Regions from separate parts of the Oryctolagus cuniculus genome. Here region 2 is linked to region 1. The links are chromatin contacts, called in public Micro-C maps. All regions are on one chromosome and are shown on one strand. Each heading gives the region's core, a stretch centred on a gene start, on an enhancer-like site or on the middle of the called end of the contact. The rest is flanking DNA. Distances are from core to core; before and after follow the strand shown.

Evidence for each region. A called contact is a pair of places that touch in the nucleus more often than the background predicts.
Region 2: a Micro-C map of ear pinna shows a contact between it and region 1, with 12 times the contacts expected there. The contact joins the promoter of ODF2L here to the promoter of SELENOF in region 1. A contact is called at or near these places in 2 of 6 Hi-C or Micro-C datasets (ear pinna and an unstated tissue).

Annotation. Positions count from the first base shown.
Region 1 is chr7:84,225,418-84,228,117 of mOryCun1.1, reverse strand. SELENOF (selenoprotein F) reads right to left here and starts at 1,372. Exons shown (of 5, transcript NM_001256960.1): 1 at 1,274-1,372. The coding sequence starts at 1,348. It overlaps HS2ST1 (heparan sulfate 2-O-sulfotransferase 1), which reads left to right and starts at 1,888. Exons shown (of 7, transcript XM_002715521.5): 1 at 1,888-2,432. The coding sequence starts at 2,309.
Region 2 is chr7:84,744,118-84,746,817 of mOryCun1.1, reverse strand. ODF2L (outer dense fiber of sperm tails 2 like) reads right to left here and starts at 1,415. Exons shown (of 18, transcript XR_007923562.2): 1 at 1,203-1,415.

The DNA of each region.
Region 1 (2,700 bases), core at 123-2,622:
ACCATCAGCTTTTGCTTTTCGGAGCACTGCCACGAAGAGAAGCTGTTCTAGCCTACTGTAGGATGAGAGGTCACATGGATGAGATCCAAGTCTCCCCAGCTGACAGCTCGAACTATGAATGGGGTATCTTTGGACTTTCCAGGGCACAGTGCATAAGGGAGCCCAGATGAAATCAACAGAGGACTTGACAGAATGACCACTGACTTAAGTCACTAAGTTTTGGGAGGTTACATAGCCACAAACAAGTGAAAGTTATGAGATAGTAAAATTAGGAGAGGGCAACCTGAAATGTTACTCCTTTTGTCTCCCATGGTGGTAGTGATGAACTCAAATGACCTAACAGGAGTTCAGGCAGGGGTGTTCCAGTAATTTCTAAAGCATCAAAAAGTCTAAAAAATGGAGTACTGGACTGGAATGTTAATTACAGAAGTTGGGGCCGGGTAACAAAAGTAAAAAGGCAGGATAGTTTCACATTCCTTGATGAAAGAAAAGCAGAGATGTTTATAGAGGCCTATGTACAGTCCTTAACTCCACCCACATCTGGGATACATCAGTTAAACCAGATCTCCCAGGAGAAAACTTTTCAGCAGGCTTAATGGAGAACACTTGACGAATTAAGACGAGCTAACAAACGTAAAAGCTCTCGCCAGTAAAATTTTATCCTTCATATAGCAACATACATTGCAAACTATGAGGAGTTAACCAAGATTTACTTGTTTCGTGCATGAAAATAAATCAAAATCAGGACTTCTCCTTTCCAAGATTAAGAACTCATCTATTTTGGTAATAGGAAAAAACGAAATAAAACTGCCAGATTTTAAACGGGATTACTGCTCGAGAGAGTTTAAAAAAAAAAAAAAACAACAGAAATCGTTAGCCAGGAGCGAACACTTGAGGGCTTTCCTCTCAGGGGAGCTCCATCATAAGGATACTCCCTAGCGTTTTTGTTGCTTGAAAAGTCTTCACTTCTTCCTAAGCCTTACTGCTTCCCCTCCCCGCAGTGTGATTCAGATTGTTTCAGCTAGAGTTAAGAGAAGCCCCCAAGACGGTCTGAAGTCAGAAGACGCCGCTAGCAAAATCAAAGCGAGGAAGGACAAGCAAGCATCAACCAAGGAATTAAGCCACGTCGCATTCCGGCAGCAGCAGTCACTGAGGAAACCCCATCTTCCGTCCTTTTCCAGCGTGGATCCCAAACAGGCTCGAATGTTCCTCCTCCTTCTCTGCAATCCTTCCTACCCGCCCCGGAGCAGCCACGGAGGAGATCCACACTCACCGCTTGAAGCACGGTGGCCAACAGCAACCGTAGCCCAAACGCCGGGCCCAGCCCTCCACCAGCCCCAGTCGCCATCGTTACCCTCTCGGCTCTGTCTCGGGCTGCCCAGAGGACCCCTCAGCTGGGGCGTCCACACTACAGCCTGATCCGTGACAGCCCGCTAAAGGCCGTTGCCACCGAAACTCTTGTTCTGAAGGGACGCGTGTTAACTCGGGGTATATGAAAACTTAAAGGTGATCAAATATCAAGACAGTCGCCGGGTGCTTTGGATTACCCAAATCAGGCACTTTTCTAAACTCCCCACTTCTGTGCTTCCCCGGGATCCTTTCATTCACGACATTTCGTCAGGCAGCCAGGAGGCCCCGCCTTCTCCAGTTTAAGCCCTGCCTCCGTCCCCAAGTTTACCCAATCGAATGCGGCCTTGATTGAGCCCTGTGGCGGAGGAAGCCAACCGTAAATCGAACCGAGGGCCAAGAGCAGGGACTCTTCGGACCAATAAGCACAACCGCGCAGGAGGACGGGGTGGGGCCTCTGGTTGCCGAGCAGCGTACGTGGATGCGTGCGCGTGGTGGCGGAGGGGGGATGGGCGGGGACTTGGCGGGGGCGGGGCCGAGGGCGGCGCAGCCGCAGCCGCAGCGCTGGTGTAGGAGCGCGCGGCCGCGAGCGAAGGAGGGAGGGAGGGAAGGAAGGAAGAGAGGGAGGCGGGCAGGCAGGCGGGCGCGGAGGTCGGGGATTGAGGCTGTGGAGGGAGGCGAGAGCCCGGCAGCCGCTTCGCGCAGGGTTTGCTGCGCGGGCTTTTGGAGGGGGCGGCCGTTGAGTCGGCTGACGAGAAGCGGGCACCGGCGGCGCTAGTGCTGGCGCCTGGGGGCGGGGGGACCGGAGAGGCGAGAAGGGGGGTCGCTGCGGTGGTGCTCTGGCTGTCGCGCTCTCCTTGCCTGGCTGCCGGCTCGGTGGGCTCCTCCCGGCGTTTCCCTCGCCTCTGGGGCCCCGCTCCCCGCCCTCCGCGGTATGTCTTGATCCCGAGCAGCGGGTTTCATGGGGCTCCTCAGGATTATGATGCCGCCCAAGTTGCAGCTGCTGGCGGTGGTGGCCTTCGCGGTGGCGATGCTCTTCTTGGAGAACCAGATCCAGAAGCTGGAGGAGTCCCTGTCGAAGCTAGGTGAGGAGCAGAGCCGCTCCGCGCTGAGTGCTGTGGACGGGGCTGGGCCGGGGGGCACTGCAGCCCGAGCAAGTGGGCGTTCGTGCAGCCCGGGGTCTGGTTCGCGGGCTGGGAGAGGTTTCCAAGAGAACACAAGCTCCTAGAATGGGGTGACTTGAGCTTGAGTGGCGTGCTGGACTCGCGAGGTCACGGGGCAGAGGTTGCAGGGCTGGGCTTCGCGGAGCCCCAGGGCTGCCCCCGAGTAGGCATTCCGGAGAGAGGGCGAGAG
Region 2 (2,700 bases), core at 166-2,665, 520 kb before region 1:
TGGGCCACAGGGCCTGCCCCAGGCCTGAGATATCTTATAGAGTCAATTCTATAAGACAATTCCTTCATTTTATTATTCGCAGAATTATTACAAATCACCTTCAATGAAGTCTTAAGTTGACAAAGACCTACTATCACAGCACAGGGAAAAAGAATTACTAACTTTCAATAGAATCCTGATCAGTGGGTAGATGTTATTTCAACTTTCTTGCTATATTCAACCCTGGGAGTCTTGTTCACTCTAAACCAAGCACAATCATTACTGTTAACAAACCATTTTCTCATGTTTCTGGGTGCATGGGATACAAAAACTACACTATCAATACACACCAATTGTGGTGCTCAAAACTACTCCATGAACCTCATTCAAAGACACCTGAAACCTTATCCTGTATCAAAAAGGTTAAGTTCTGAAACACACTTTCAAAGACCAGTAACAGACTGGTGGTTATGGTTCTTACTAACACCACTCGCTAACTGCTTATATTCAATGCCACCCATGTAGTACAGCATTTACATCTCGCATTACAACCACCCCAGGGTGATTATCATTGTCCCCATTTCACAAATATGGAAACTGAAGTCAGCAAGGTTAAGTGACCTGCCCAAGACCACAAGGCGAGATCAGTGGCAGAGCTGGGGCTGAATACAGGCGGGCACCAGAACTTTCCAGAACGCCATGCAAACCGCGAGCAATAAAGGGTCTCTAACCCGGGCTGGAACCTCCAGGGAACATGGGCAGGAAAGGCCCAGGGCTTCTCGTGTACGCGGGTACAGTAAGGCGAGGGCTCCGAAAGCTGCGCCGCCATACCCAGGCAGCGAGCGGTGGGCCTGCCTTGATGCCCCAGGGTCCACATCCTTCCTAGTAATCAGCCTCGCGGCCTTTTCCCAGCTCTCGGTCCCGGGGAAGTGCAGGGTAGCGCAGAAGCGGGTTGAGGTACCGCTCTGCGGCGGCGGGAGAGCCTTTCCCTCCATCCACCACCAACCTCTGCCTCGCGACCGCCAAAGGCGGCCCTACGCAACCAGCTCCGCGCCATCTTTCCCACACCAAATCCGCCTCCTCTAAAGTCACGCCCAGGGCTCCGCCGCGGCGTCCGCACGTCGCCGTGACGTCAGCCCGCTGCGGCTGCGCTATAAAGGGCACCCAGACGCGGCCGAAGCTGACGCCCTGCTACGGTGGTGGCGGGAGCACGTCTCTCGTACCTCTGCTCTGCGGCTGTTGGCAGGGAGCGGGATGCGGGGGCAACGCCGTGGGTGGAAGACGGGGATGGCAAGCCAGGGAATGCGAGGAGGCAGATCGGAGGTTTTCTGGGAGTGCTGACGGTGGGAGGGCGCCCTCAGAGGTGCGGCGAGACAAAAGCCGAGCTGGTAACCGGCGAGTGGCTTCTGTGGCAACGGCCGCCCCGCCCCTTCCGTCTGCGCAGCAGGCGCAGCCCATTGGTTGGAGGGGGGACGCGCAAGCACCGCCCCTGCAATGCGGGCCGTTGGGAGGGGTGGGGCCCGCGAGTGGCGGGGTTTCCGTCGCTCGTCCGGTAAACTCGGTTTTTGCGGTGCTGTTGTTTTAAACGAAAAGGGCTGCACTTGGGTGTCGTTAACGAAGATGTTAACCGAAACCGGCCAGAAGGGGAATTAAGGCCAATTCCGAATTTTTGGACTCTCGGCAGGAAGATCCCTGCGATTGCTTTTTTAAAGGGAAAATTTGAAAAAGCGAAGGCAGCGGCAGCAGGAGGCAACTTGGTTGTAAACCTGTGGTATTACTGTTTGGCTGGCGTCCTTCGCTGGCTTCGGGTATTTTCCTCTGGAGAAAGCCAGACAGTGTTCCCCAGGGTGTCTTCCAGGTCTCAAATTCTTTGTATTTGCGCCCCGGCCAGCTGGGATGGTTTATAAACTCCTGAGCAAGCACAGCGAGATTTTACTTTGAAACATTGAAAGCTTATTCCGTGCCTCTGCTTAATGTTCATGTTATGAGATGTACGCCAACATACTCGGGTATTAAGTTCACAACTGAAGCAACTGCAAACCACGCAGTTTGATCATTCATGCTTTTACCTCGTGGGTTTCACCGTGGGCTCTCTCCCCTGGAAGGTTCCAGCAATGCTTGTTATTCCCCCAACACAGTGATTGTCCAGCAAAAAGCTCTTAGGATAAACACACTGACTGCTTCTGGAAAGCACTGGGGATTGAGAGCTGAAGGGTTGTGAAGGGGCCAAGAAGGGGACCCGGGAGGGTGACATTAGGGCAAGGAACAAGAACAATTCCAGGCGCCTTTCCAACTCCAACCTAACGAGTCTAGCTAACCTGGCTAACGTCCCATAATCAGAAATAAGAAACAGATGTGAGGCTCCTTTTAGCGTGTTTAGTTAAATTGCTCTGGTATTAGTTGTAATCACTTTTATAAGACATTCAAGAGGAACTATCCATGAGAGCTAAAGTTAAACTTCCTAAAAATGATTACATAAGTGTCTCAAATTAGTTATTTCAGCTAAGTTGTCCCGGCAAAGTGAATATGGCCCCTCACTTCATCTAAACCTAATGTATTCCTAAAATCTGGTTGAATAGTGAATTTGTGAACAGAAAGGTCCCTTATTATTATTTAAATGGGAAAAATTACTTCATTTTAGTCCACCAAAAATCCTGATCAATATTTCCAAATGTCATTGAACACTTTTGACCACATATGAAACAATCTATCAAAATTACC